Regions from separate parts of the Mus musculus genome. Here region 1 is linked to region 2. A link is a contact called in public HiChIP or PLAC-seq data. All regions are on one chromosome and are shown on one strand. Each heading gives the region's core, a stretch centred on a gene start, on an enhancer-like site or on the middle of the called end of the contact. The rest is flanking DNA. Distances are from core to core; before and after follow the strand shown.

Region 1 (6,297 bases), core at 2,185-4,684, 180 kb before region 2:
CTCTAGCCATTTCTTGGCTTCACCTTTTCAATAAGTTTGTAATAAACCCCGAAGGCTACTGTGTTTTTTAGGTAGGGAATTTTAATTCTTACAAATTTGGTGTCTGGCCGAGTTCCTCAGACTTCCGTCTGTCACTTTCTCTGTCCTCATTTCTCAGAGTCACACTGTTTTCTCTGCCCCCTTTCTCTGCTCCTCACTGGAATTCACTTGAGCCAGCACCTGCAGCTTCCTGCCTCCAAACAGTGAAAGGCACAGGTTCACTCACCATAACCCATTTGAGCATCGTTAGTTGCATCAAAGGAATGCAAAGCAATAACAAGGGAGTCCTTTGTCCTCCGGGGAGCTTATGTTTTTAAAATGCACACCTCAGGTGTGCACCAGCTTCGACCACACTGTTAGCATGAGGTATGAAGACAGTGCAGCAGCACTTGAGAGGTGGTGTGATCTCTGTTATAAGGAGCATTTGGGAGAGGCTCACGTGTGAGCTCTGCAGCCATCCTGTGCTCCTGCCATTATCCTGGAGGGAGGAGAGAGGGTCATCTCCTAGAATGCTTCCCTTTGCTGGCCTTCACGTGCCACATGTTTCTTTTCTGTCTTTAGCAACATCATGGCGCATGGCTTTGATTCTTCCTACCTCTTTGGAAAATGTGTCTGGACAGGTATAATACCCATGGCCAGAGAACAAGATGAATTTTTCAGGAAGAATGTACCAGTCACAGCAAAACTCCATGATTAGTTTGTAGTGTTTGTAGATAACCACATCTTTGTTGAATGTGGTTTGCAAGGATGACTAAGGACGAAGGTTCAACACTCAACTCTCAGTAAGATAGTAACCAAGATGGTTCCTGTCCCTTGGCCCTCCAAACTTTATTTCTGAGAGTCACCTTAGGGTCACAATGAAATTGATAAAGAGAATGAAGAATTTCTTTGTCTCCTATCCAACCTCCTCCACAGGTTTCCTCTCTTCTATTTCCCACAGCACAGTGGGGAAAAAAAAAATCAATGATTCTACATTGACACCTACCACCCCAAGTTCAGAGTTTACATTGGCGTCCACTCTTAAATACACACAAATGCGAATGATGTCATCTCTCTACCCATTGAATGTGAAAGTCAAGATAATCACTGCATGCTATCATAGATTTTTTGGCTTGTGTGTGTGTGTGTGTGTGTGTATATATATATATATATATATATATATATATATATACATACATACATATAGTATATTGGTATGACAAAGGAGTGGCCACACAGATGATGAAGTGCTACAGCTGAAATAAAGGTGAAATTAATGGGAGTTACCACAAGGTTGGCTTAGCTCACAAAATTCATTCATTACCTTTTAGGAACTTATCTCTCATGCAGAATGAGATAGACCTGGTATTTGTTCAGTAGGATCTTGTGAGTCACAGAAGACAAAGATCTTTTCTCTAATCTAATTTCCTGCGTGCCTTTCAAAACAGAAAGTTTTGATCCACTAAACATTATTTTGGAATCCTGATTACGTACCTGGCATTGTGGCAAGGAGTAGGTGCCGGAGTCATAGGAGTGCAGGAGACACATTCATGCCTCCCTAGGAGCTAATGTCTGGGAGGCTGACCTTAAAGGAGAGTCAGGATAGTGTCTGAGACCTTGCAGCCACAGGGCTGAGGACTCTCTTGGGTGGCAGGGATGTAAGTCAGGGAGAAAGCTTTCTAAGGCAGCTCATGGCCAGCCCTGCAAACAGCCTCTAGAACCAGATCTGTCCTTTATGGAAACTGAATAAATAGTTTCATAGCCAGAATGGGCAGAGCTTGCCCATCACCCCTCTGTGCATGGGAGGGAGGGATCTGAGGCATGGCTCCACGTTTCTTGGACTCTCATGTCAGGCATGAGCTGTCCCTGGGAGCTTAGAAGGCCTGGAAACTTACTTAAGGACATTATGGAGCCCTTATGGAGAGGATATTAAAAGCTCAGTGCTAGATTGTCCAATATTCAGAGGATTAACTATGACCTCAGTGAGTTATTGAACTTCTCTGAGCTCAATTTTGTCTTCTGTAAAATGAAGATAAAAAAAATCCACCTATAATGAGATTCTCCTGCAGACTTCCAGGGAAAATGTATGTAAAACACCTGTGGCATTTCTGGGCTTATGATAAAGAGACCGCTGGGTCTACAGCTGGGTAGCAACTATGTAGTACCACAGGCTTGATGTGGCCAGAGAGGATAATCATTGTTCATTTGTTTAAAATCAAAAATTCGAACATTTCCTCTAACTGCTGATCTTAAACTCACTATCCATATATTTTAGTCTTTCGGTAGGTTAAATCTTATATTCTAACTATTGTTTTGAATTTATTGGCATTGCTTTAATTTGCATTTTTTAAGTTTTCAGATTTCTGTTAATGCACATAAAACATTACTAACCATGGTTGGCTTCTTCATCAGACTTGTAGTTCAGATGTCAAAAGTATTATTTTGCAAAATGTTTATATCCAGGGGTGAAAATGCTGGCCTAGTATCTTTTTTTATTTTTTATTTTTTACTTTTTTATTTTTTTGCTACCTTATGTCACCTCCAGCATCTTTGACTTTCTGTAACTTATGTTTTCTACTTGGCAGTGTTTTTCCAGAGCAACTTGTCATGGGCATGGCCTGTGCCTCCACATCTCAAAGAGCAAAGCTTCCAATGTTTAATTCTTCAATCAACACAGCAAGTTTTAGGAAACAGTTCTCTTGTGGTGTGAGCAAAGCACTTGCGTGGTTTATTCAGAGGTTGCTCAGGAACACATTGCCTGTTTCTTGTTCTGTCGGTACCTCTGCTGCCACATTATTTGTGTAATAGTAACCTCAGGAGAGGTTGTAGTCCTCCAAAATAGGTAAGCCCTATTTCTAAAGCCAGCTGAAAAAATTAGTTTTTAAATAACACTCATTTATATATCCATATCCACCCCAAAATACTGAAGGTAAAATTTAGCCTGGGTGCATCCACTCTATTGGTAGTAGTAATAGTAGTTACCATGCACCAGGAAAAGGAAGGGGGGAAATAAAGAAAAAACATTTTTCTTTTGAGAAAAAAGATACCAGTGTTAATGAGCTTTTCATCAAAATTGGTTTTAGTTTTTATTTCTCTTGGTTTATCTTTGTCTTTGCTCTGGACTAGGGAGAGTAAAAGCCCTTTGGAGCTCGTGTGGACAAAGAGAAAAATCTAAAGTTGCTTTTGGAGGAATTGTCAGAAGTTTACAAAAGCAAAACTACAGACTTTATGAAGTTCCTGTAAAGTCTGGTATGAGCCCCTTCAAATACAAAGGACAGAGGAAACATGGGTGGCTCCATTCCTAAAATTCATCATTGTCCTAACTGTTTTGGGATGGTGCCCAGACCTTCTTTGGGGACATCTGGAGGTGATGCTTCCTGTCACAGAGGCAGGAAGTGCTGTACTGCCTACAGGATTGTCTCTCAGAGGGCACAGTCAGTTGCTGCTTAAGAGAGTGCTGTGTTCCAATGCAAAGTGACAATCACTGTGTGCCATGCCACGCACCATCTTGTGCGTTAGGGCAGATTCAGAACAAAATAAAATCTGACCCTGGAGCCAGTGTACACTTGATCAGGCAAGTCATTTGGGACTCTGTTTTCAAAATCAAGTTTGCAAGTGACAGAAAATTAACTGTTTTAATCAGAAAGGGAAGTCCAGGTGTTGCTGCAGCCAGAGGCTCCCATGGGCAGCTTTTGCCGGCTTCAAGCTGCCCCTTTTGCCCTGTGTTCTATGCTCCATTTGTCTTTGCCCTTGAAATATCAAGATAACCCAGAAGCCCGGCATTTCCTTTCCCATCACTGAGTCGAGCAGGGCAGAGCTGCTTCCCTTAACTGTGGGAATCCAGACCTTAGGCCTGACAGTAGCTGGCCCAGTTGGATTTTATGTCAGTCGCAGAAGCAACCACCATGTTCTTGGTGGGCAGGGGTGCTTGTTTTCTGGACACAGGTCAAGTTCCAGCTCTGGGGCTCGGCTGGGTCAGGAATCAGAAAGGGCCTGATGCACCAGGTCAGACTGTGGGAAGCTGTTTTCTTAGCTGAGGAGGTGCCAAGGAGAATAGCTGGGGTCTAGCAGTTGGGATCCAAGAGAAGAACACAGTGTCAAAACAGAACATGACATAGCACACACTAGGTGCAAAGAGGGCCGCACTCATTGAGGATCAGCAGTTCATAGAGAAGATAGATGTACTTTTGGTTTGGCTCTCCCAGGAGGGTAACACCCATCACTTGGTGTCAGAATTGATGATGTCTCTTGCAGCCCCTTGTGACCCCTCCCATGGAACTTTCCAGTGGAACACTGCAACACTACATAAAAAAAAAAAAAAAGACTGTGCCCTTAAGACCAGCAGAGGAGCCAAAAAAAAAAAAAAACCAGAATTCTTGACTTAAAATAATGTCCCATTGGAATGGCTGGGGAGTGGTGTAACTGTAGTCCACCTGTAAGTAAGTACGAGGTACAGATGCATGCTGGGATATTTCCTGCCCACCCAGTCTTGTTTATGTTTCATAAATGATTGCTGAGCACCCACTCATTTCCACGTTTTGGAGAAAGTTTTCAAGGAGATAAACCAAGCTACAGAATTGCTTACAACATGAGTTCAGCCATCTGTAGACTTCTTAAAGGTGCCAAAGCCTAGAAACAAATACACCCAGAAGATAAGCAGTCACTTCTGCTCTTTATATTTTACCTGCATTTTCGAACAAAACAAAGACCACGCAGCTGTGAACCTGTGAAAAGATCAGCCTGCATTAGAAGCCTGGAACATTAGGCTTCTACAGGGCCGGGTCTAGAAGGCACGGCAACTGTCACAAGTGAGGTTTTAGCCTAGAAAATCTCCATGTGGACACACGGAAGCAGTGACTTGTGTATTGAAATAAGAACTTAGGCGTCCCTGAGAATCTCTGGAACCATTATCAGTATTGATCCAGGCTTTACTTTCCACTTGGTAGGTACCTCCCTCCTTGCCCCTATCCCCAAACCTGTCATCCTTTCTTCTCTCCGTTGAGGCACTAGCTCTCTTCTGTTTCTGTATTTTCCTCTAGTAGACCCCATGATCCACGTTTGCCATACATTTATTTAGATTTGACAGATGTCACCCCACAAGCTTTCTTTCAAATCTCCTATAATACCTTGTGATACCACATTATAATTCCCAATTAAAATCAGGAAGACTGACCAGAGCATGTGGGATTGCAAGTTCAAGGACAGCCTGGGCTACCTCATGAGGCCTATCTACAGCCTAACTACATAGTGGGATCTTGTTAGAAAAGATGAAAAGATACTGCATTGTGGTCTGAAAAATCTCACCCTTGCTGCCTCACTTCTGAGGAAAGGCTTGGGCAGAGCAAGCAGGAAGGTCGCATCCTGCTGGAAATTACATGCCTAACCACCCATGGATGCTTTAAAACTTGCAAGAGTTTGCTTCTTAGACACAACCAATTCTGTTCAGTCTCATAAGCGACCTCCATTCCCGCTACCTTTTATAATGGTGGCATATGAGGGATGCAAAGGCCAGTTATAGGCCAGCCTGGGCTACATAGACCTTGCCTTCAACACAAATAAATAATGAAATAAAACCTTTTCATTTAGGCTCGGGTTAAGAAACCATTCTTAGATAATGTTAAGGAGTCTCATTTTGGGATTATTGTCTGCCCCCAGACTCTGTGTTCTCACACCTTTCTCCTTCCCCATTATGTTTTTGAAAGTGAGCGCTGAGTTTTCCATTTTCTTAAGAATTAATCCTCTCCCAGGACAAAGCTCAGTAAGGGTGGAGTGACCAGCCTCGAGGAAATAAAGTCATTCATTCTCCAGGAACATTGTCCTAGCCTCTCTGGAAATAATTATGCGATTCAGTTTTCCTGAAAATTTTACTATAGCATCTGTTTTCACAATTAAGTTGGAATTATTAATGGCCTTGGGCATCTGTGCCCAGCAAAATCATTTACCATTCCAGAAACCCTCACTGTGGGGTTTCCCTTCCTGCTTATTATTATATCATGGCTGGGCAGCAGGCGGGAACACCGTCTCACTCACCCAGAAGCCAGTTGCTTCTTCAGAGTTGCTTCAGAGGTGCTTCTTGGGCACCTCTGAAACCACAGCTGTTTCCCCTTCATGTGAATTCTGACCCACAGATCTTGGGAATTCAGGTGAGTCTGGTGCTGTGGAGCTTAGCTGCAATCACAGCACTTGGGAGGCTGGTACAATAGCGTTCTGGAGACACAGATTCGAAACCAGTCATGGCACAGTAGTGAGACCTCGTCTCAAAGCCAGACACTGGAAATG
Region 2 (6,568 bases), core at 1,282-3,781:
CTTAAGACACACCAGAAGAGAGCATCAGATCCCATTACAGATGGTTGTGAGCCACCATGTGGTTGCTGAGAATTGAACCCAGGACCTCTGGAAGAGCAGTCATTACTCTTAACTGATGAGCCATCCCTCCATCACATTTTATTTCATAAATTTATATTCTGAATGAATTGAGAGACAGGAAATAGGAAAGGGGAAAAAAAACCTAGTGAAGAGGCCCAGCTAGTCAAGAAGGCAGATGGCAAATTAATGATTAAAATAGAGAAAAAGCACAGTGATAATGCAATGCTGTTGGAGAGCAGGGAGACCTTTGTTTGCTCCCTGCTGTACCTGTGGCACCAGTGACAGTCCCTGACACTACTGGATGTTCACTGGTTACATAGTTCACTGGTTAGATACACTTGAAAGCGTGACCTCAAAAGATGTCTCTAGTGTTCCATATTAGGGTGCCATAATTACTGGAATGATCGTAACATTAATACATGAAATCTTAAATTTACTTCTTATGGAGAGATGGTCTGATAGGAATTACAAGCCTGTCCAGCCAAGCTGCAGACTTTGCCTAACCAAAACTTCCAAAGAAATACAAATTGATACAGGAGAATTCCTTGTGGGTAGCTGGCTTGTCTGAGATGGGGGGAGGGGATCCCACTTAAGTACTTCATATCATTTTTCTCTAAACTAGGGAGGTTCGCCCAGTTTCCAACCCTCCAGGTGTGTCTTTAAGAGTGTATAATGTTGTCTAGGTACTCTTCAAAGACTCACAGTGGCTGGCCATGAACACTCCTGGCAGTGCCACAGACTGGAGGGAACTCTGTAACTGCACATCAGTGAAGAACAGTGTGGGCTTCCATTTTCCTTGTGCACGTTAGGTGAGTTCACATCAGAGTCCCTAGACTGAGAAGAAGAAGAGAGGAAAGAGATCTTTTTCTTCCTTATGAGTTCTTGAGTCAAAAAGTAAAAGCGAGTTAAGAACCATTTTCCTTGTGTCCTGTGGTATGTTTATCCTCAACTCACAGGACCTTTAAGTAATGCTTTTTTTTTTTTAACTTGCTGATTCAGTAAATATCTGCAATGCTGTATATATTGCCAAATAACATACTAGGCTCCAGGGAAAAAAAGTGAACTCCTGTGTTTTTTTGTTGTTGTTGTTGTTGTTTTGTTTTTTTTTTTTTTAGTAGGTTTACAGGAAGGAGAGAAACCAATAAGCAAATACATAAACTGTATGCAAAAGGTTTAAAATGTCATGACTGTGGGAGGTAATTGGCGAAAAGTAGTTCTAAAGCCAGCCTTGAGCTCACATTCCGCCTTGCTGGTATTATTTATTTGCTATTACTTATTTGTTTTCTCATTCCTGACAGGTTGTATGAACAAATAGATGATGACTTCTTAGACTTCAGTTTCTTCCCACGTTTGCTTTGGATAGTCTTAAATCATAGGACCCCTAACCCTAATTCTAACACAGGTCAATTCCCTCCCCTAGGCCCCGAGGTCACATTGCTTCTGCCAAGGGTTGCACACCATCCCGAGGAGGCCTCATATTCTTTTTTCTCTTCTCTTCTCTTCTCTTCTCTTCTCTTCTCTTCTCTTCTCTTCTCTTCTCTTCTCTTCTCTTCTCTTCTCTTCTCTTCTCTTCTCTTCTCCTCTCCTCTCCTCTCCTCTCCTCTCCTCTCCTCTCCTCTCCTCTCCTCTCCTCTCCTCTCCTCTCCTCTCCTCTCCTCTTCTCCTCCTCTCCTCTCCTCTCCCCCTCCCCTCTCCTCCTCTCCTCTCCTTCTCCCCATCCCCTCTCCTCCTCTCCCCTCCCCTCCCCTCCCCTCCCCTCCTCTCCCCTCCCCTCCCCTCTCCTCCTCTCCCCTCCTCTCCTCTCTTCTTTTTCCTTTCCTTTCCTTTCCTTTCTTTTCCTCCTTTTCTTTTCTTTTCTTTTCTTTTCTTTTCTTTTCTTTCTTTCTTCCTTCCCTCCCTCCCTCCTTTCCTTCCCTTCCTTCCTTCCCTCCTTCCTTCCTTTCTTTCCTTTCTCCTAACACAAGATGATGGTGCAAAGAGCCAGAAAACTAGCTTCTGTACGCAATTTTGAGCACAAGAAAACAATAAAACCCAAAGATCAAAACCCTAAAGGGGACAACGGCCAGTGGCTCAAAGCTAAAGGAGAAGGTGGTGCACAATCCAAATCCACGCCCCAGCCTTTGCCCTCCTTCCGCCCCAGGAAGGCCGACAGACAAAGCCACCCGGTGAGTCCATGAGTAGGGGAACAATGCCCTGGCGCTCAGCACAAAACGAAAGTCCGCTGCGGGGCCCGAGGGGATGGCAGGCCGGGGCGCCTTGGGCCCACGCGTCCCGACCCCAACTCCCGACGCCATTCAAGCAGACACCGCGCAGAACAAGGTCAGCTCTGTGCAGCGCGCGGCGGCAGCGCGGCCACCCCTGCTCCCGGGAAGCCCAGCGACGACATCGGGAAAGGCGCCCACGGAGAGCTTACGAGCCCCACGATCCCCGAGCCAAGCGCCCAGCCGGGAAGTAGAGCCGTCCGCGCGCGGAGGGAAACGCCGGGTGTAGTGCGGTTTGTCCTTGCTCTTATAAGCATGCTGCTCCCGGAACCGCTGCCTTAGACCGAGTTCGGGTTATTTTCTGGCCAGGATTCTACCTTCTGTGAGCCTGAGGATCCGTCATCTGCGCACTCCAGTGGCCCAGCGGCCGCCCAGCTCCAGCTTCGGGGACGTTCTGGGCCTGGATTGCATCCGAGGGTGATTGCGCCCACTTCCAGGGAGCAGGTTTTACCAGTGTCTGTTCTGGTCAGTGGAGTGCTGTTCTGGTCAGGATGGTGAGGAGTAATGAGGATAATGCAGGTAACACTGTCTAAAAGCACATCACACCCTCAAGAAGGAACCTAGCATTAACTCAGTGTTAATACAGGTAACAACTCACAAGGATCTGAAAACATAACATGAGGAAAATCGCAGAAAAGATCACGACCAACTAGAGTCCATGTTTAAAAGCTGTAAACAAAGCCTTTGCCTGGCCAGAAAACGAAAGTAGTACACTGCAGGCTGGACAATAACTTTATAGCTCAAAAGCAGTGGTGATTACATCACAGTTGCCACAATTCACAGAAGTGTAATCTAAAGGTATATAAAGTTTATTCTGCTCAAACTGTAAGTAAAATAATGTCCTCAAAAGTTGGCCGAAGTAGGGTGTCTGTTTTGGGGGAGAAGCTGCTGCTAGGGGGTAGGTGACTGAGAGACAAGCTGATAGGAAAAAAATATTTACTGCTTAGGAAATTTACATGAGCCTTAAAAGCATCCTTCTCAGAACTAAGTCCTCTAAGAGTAGATTCACTCCAACAATAGAAAGAAAATATCCTAAAGAACAATATGGCAATGTTGTTGCCTAAAGAACACCCAGAGCAATTGATGTACTTCTCCAGATTTACTTAGCCCCACCAACCTCACCACCACCTCTGCTTCGTGGTGTCCAGGGCTGGCCTTTCTGCGGAGGGTTCCACTCCTGTTCCCTCCCTGACAGATAACCCCCAACAAATGAGGGTAAAGATTCAACCCTGCTTCCTTATAGGGGCCCTGATGGTGGAATGTTCTGCCTCTATCTGCCCAAGGTCCCAGCGCAAGGTGAGTTAGAACAGTATGAGACAAACCTTCACAGAGGCAGAAAACAAACACTACCCGGCATATCAGTCTCTACCACGGACACTCCCAAGGCTTGAGCTTTGCCTGAAAGCTGCAGAACGAACAGTCAGCTACACTTTCTCATACGTGTTCACTAACGTGCTACTTTGTATCTGTTTTCCTTTCTGTTTAGGAACAGTCAGCTGTACTTTCTCATAAGTGTTCACTAACGTGCTACTTTGTATTTGTTTTCCTTTCTGTTTAGGAACAGTCAGCAGTACTTTCTCACAAGTGTTCACTAACGTGCTACTTTGTATCTGTTTTCCTTTCTGTTTCTCCTTGCTCTTGATGCCCTGGGATTCCATCTTCTCATCAAATCTTAACACTTAAAATTGCCCTCAAGGTTAGCTTTTCTTTGGCAGTGTTTGGGTGTTACGTATACTTTCCTAAAGATTTCACAACCATGACAAACTTTTTTTTTTCTCTCTCTGTTTTGGCTCTGGATTACTGTCTCATTAAAGTGCTAGTTTAGAAGGCAATCGGTTGAGAATCATTGCCAAATATTTGGGCTTGGGAGAGAGATAAAAGTTTGGGCTTCTATTTATTTGGTTTCAATTGGTGTTTCCTCATACAAGCTAATTCCTAGATCATAGGCTCTTACATGCTTTCAACATTTGGAAGTATGAAAAGTTGAGATGCATGTTTGTGTAAAACAAAAATACTTTCAATTATGCTTATAAAACTGTTAATCTGGATCTCTAATTATATGTTTTAGTGCATCTTCACAAAGCTGTTTTGCTTGTTCTAAAATCACTAGGAGAAGATAAATTATGAGCCTTTTACCGCAACCTCTAGCTCACAGTGCTTTGCAAAACAATTTTTCTTGACACTATTTTAAATATAAGAGCATTAGGTTCATGATTTTAATAATAATTGCACAGGTTTGTGGCAACATGTTTATTGAAGATTCATCAGACACATTCTGCCTCCCACCTGGCTTGCCAATCATCTGTAATTTGATCAACAGTAATTCGAGATGGGACTCAGTAGGGTCAGATGTTAAATAGAACATTTCCACTTTTCTAACCACAAAATCCTCCCTCTCTTGGCCACTTAAAACCTGTTACATAATCTGCAAACACATGAATGTAATGATTTCTGCTGCAGGCCTTGGTAAAGATCACATACCTGCAAACTTGCTTTTCTATTGCAGTTTACTGCTTAAAATTCTAGCCTTGAAAGCCACTTAAAATACATAATCTGCTTTCATCTACATCTGTAGCTAGTGAATTGGTGTTTGCAATGAAAACTTTTTCTCTTATTGTGTTTACAATTTTTAATATTTGCACTTGAAAGCCATCCCATCTGAATTTAATTATGACAAAAAATGAAGCGAGGCTGTACAGATAATGTGTACATTTTCAAAGAAAGAAAAAGACATTTAGGGATATCTTAGGTTATTCATATCTATGCAATATCAAACGTTATCTTAATAAAGGAACAGAAGAGTATCTCCTTAATTTATGGCTGCTAGTTCTTCCCAAATTTATGAGTATAGACAGTGTTCAGCAACCATGCAGTTTTATACTTACAAAATAGGCACTGGCCTCAGTAGTAGGTCAAAAGCTGGCCGCAATTGTGTCCCATTACTCAAACACTTTTAGAATTCTTATGCCACTAGTGTCTGAGTCACATTATTTTAAATGACATGTTCAGTGTTAACAAATCTCCACCCCCCCCCCCCGAGCAGATCAAACTGTTAGAAATATCTGAAGGTCACTTGCAACCACAGCTAGCTTACCGGCATTGTTTAACAGGTGAGATTTCAATGAGAAGGAAGGAAATTGAGTGAACTGAGCAGCACATAAAACACAACAACCAAACCACCACCATCATCATCATCATCACCACCATCATCGTCGTCATTGTCGTCAAGAAAGGACTGAAGAATGATTGCATGAGAAATGGATGAATTAGATAGAGACCAATAAAATGGATCAATTCAAAAAGAAAGGTCAAGGAGGAGAAATCCCTGAATTTTTTATTTAATGAAATATACAGAGCATAAATAAAACTACAAAACACAAAGGAGACAGCAGTGATAAGGAGTATGTTTTAAAATTACCTTAATTATAATTAATTATTAATTATAATTACTATGTAATTATATTTTTGAGTACAGTTACATGAATGAATCACAATTTTTCACTCCCTAATTGGTAACCAATTAGACCGTTATCCAGTATTCTGCCATCACATAGCAGTGGAATGTCTTTGCTTATTATTTAGGAGAAGACATCATTGAATGTTTTTACCTATTAGTTAGATTGATGCCTAGTAATGAAAATAAATTTCAGTATCTGAGTATGTATTTCTAAGCCTTTATCCAGAAGGGTAGAATTTGTATCAATTTGAAAGTATATGCAAAAAACATGTGGAAGGTTTGAAGGTGGTGGACGGACGAGTGCCATTTTATTCTTTCCTCTACTTCTGTTCTCGTCTTAAAATTTTTATACTTAATTATAGAACCATAGAAGCATTTTCATTAAAATCAAATATGAGGATACCTGTTATCACTGTTATTTAAATTTATGTTGAAATACCTAAAAAGATAGAATGTAAATATCAGGGAGACTATGTCAAAGCGATGGGGAAATGCTTTTATTTGTAGGTCATTCTTTTGCCTATAAAAATCTTAGAAACCTAGTTGAAAAGCTACTGTAGAATATTGAAGAGAGGCTTGAGAGACAGTTTTAGTGGATAAAAGTGTTTGCGGTGTAAATATGGGAACCTGAGTCTGAATCTCCAGCACCCAGGTAAAAAAGCCAGGTGTGTGTGTGTGTGTGTGTGTGTGTGTGTGTGTGTACTCATGTAACTGCAGCACCGAAAGCAGACATGGGCAGAATCTAGGAGCATTTTTAGCCAGCCAGCCTATCTAAACCAGCAGGCTTCAG

What was found. HiChIP or PLAC-seq counts read pairs in DNA pulled down with a chosen protein or histone mark.
Region 1: a contact with region 2 is called in a FOXA1 HiChIP or PLAC-seq map of pancreatic cancer cells. The contact joins two enhancer-like sites. A contact is called at or near these places in 1 of 484 Hi-C or Micro-C datasets (CD4 T cells) and 3 of 115 datasets of contacts at active chromatin or transcription factors (bone marrow-derived macrophages, memory CD8 T cells and pancreatic cancer cells).

The regions. Positions count from the first base shown.
Region 1 is chr2:18,941,223-18,947,519 of GRCm38.p6, reverse strand. The region is part of intron 1 of Pip4k2a (phosphatidylinositol-5-phosphate 4-kinase, type II, alpha); the gene reads left to right. Among named protein-coding and RNA genes, the nearest start is that of Pip4k2a, 54 kb to the left of the region's middle. Within about 2 kb of position 3,434, at least 48 of the 459 cell types and tissues checked have an H3K27ac peak or open chromatin away from gene starts, as enhancers often do. A contact at or near this core is called in memory CD8 T cells, where this site is marked.
Region 2 is chr2:18,763,089-18,769,656 of GRCm38.p6, reverse strand. No RefSeq gene overlaps it. Among named protein-coding and RNA genes, the nearest start is that of Gm3363, 5.5 kb to the right of the region's middle. Within about 2 kb of position 2,531, at least 399 of the 459 cell types and tissues checked have an H3K27ac peak or open chromatin away from gene starts, as enhancers often do. A contact at or near this core is called in memory CD8 T cells, where this site is marked.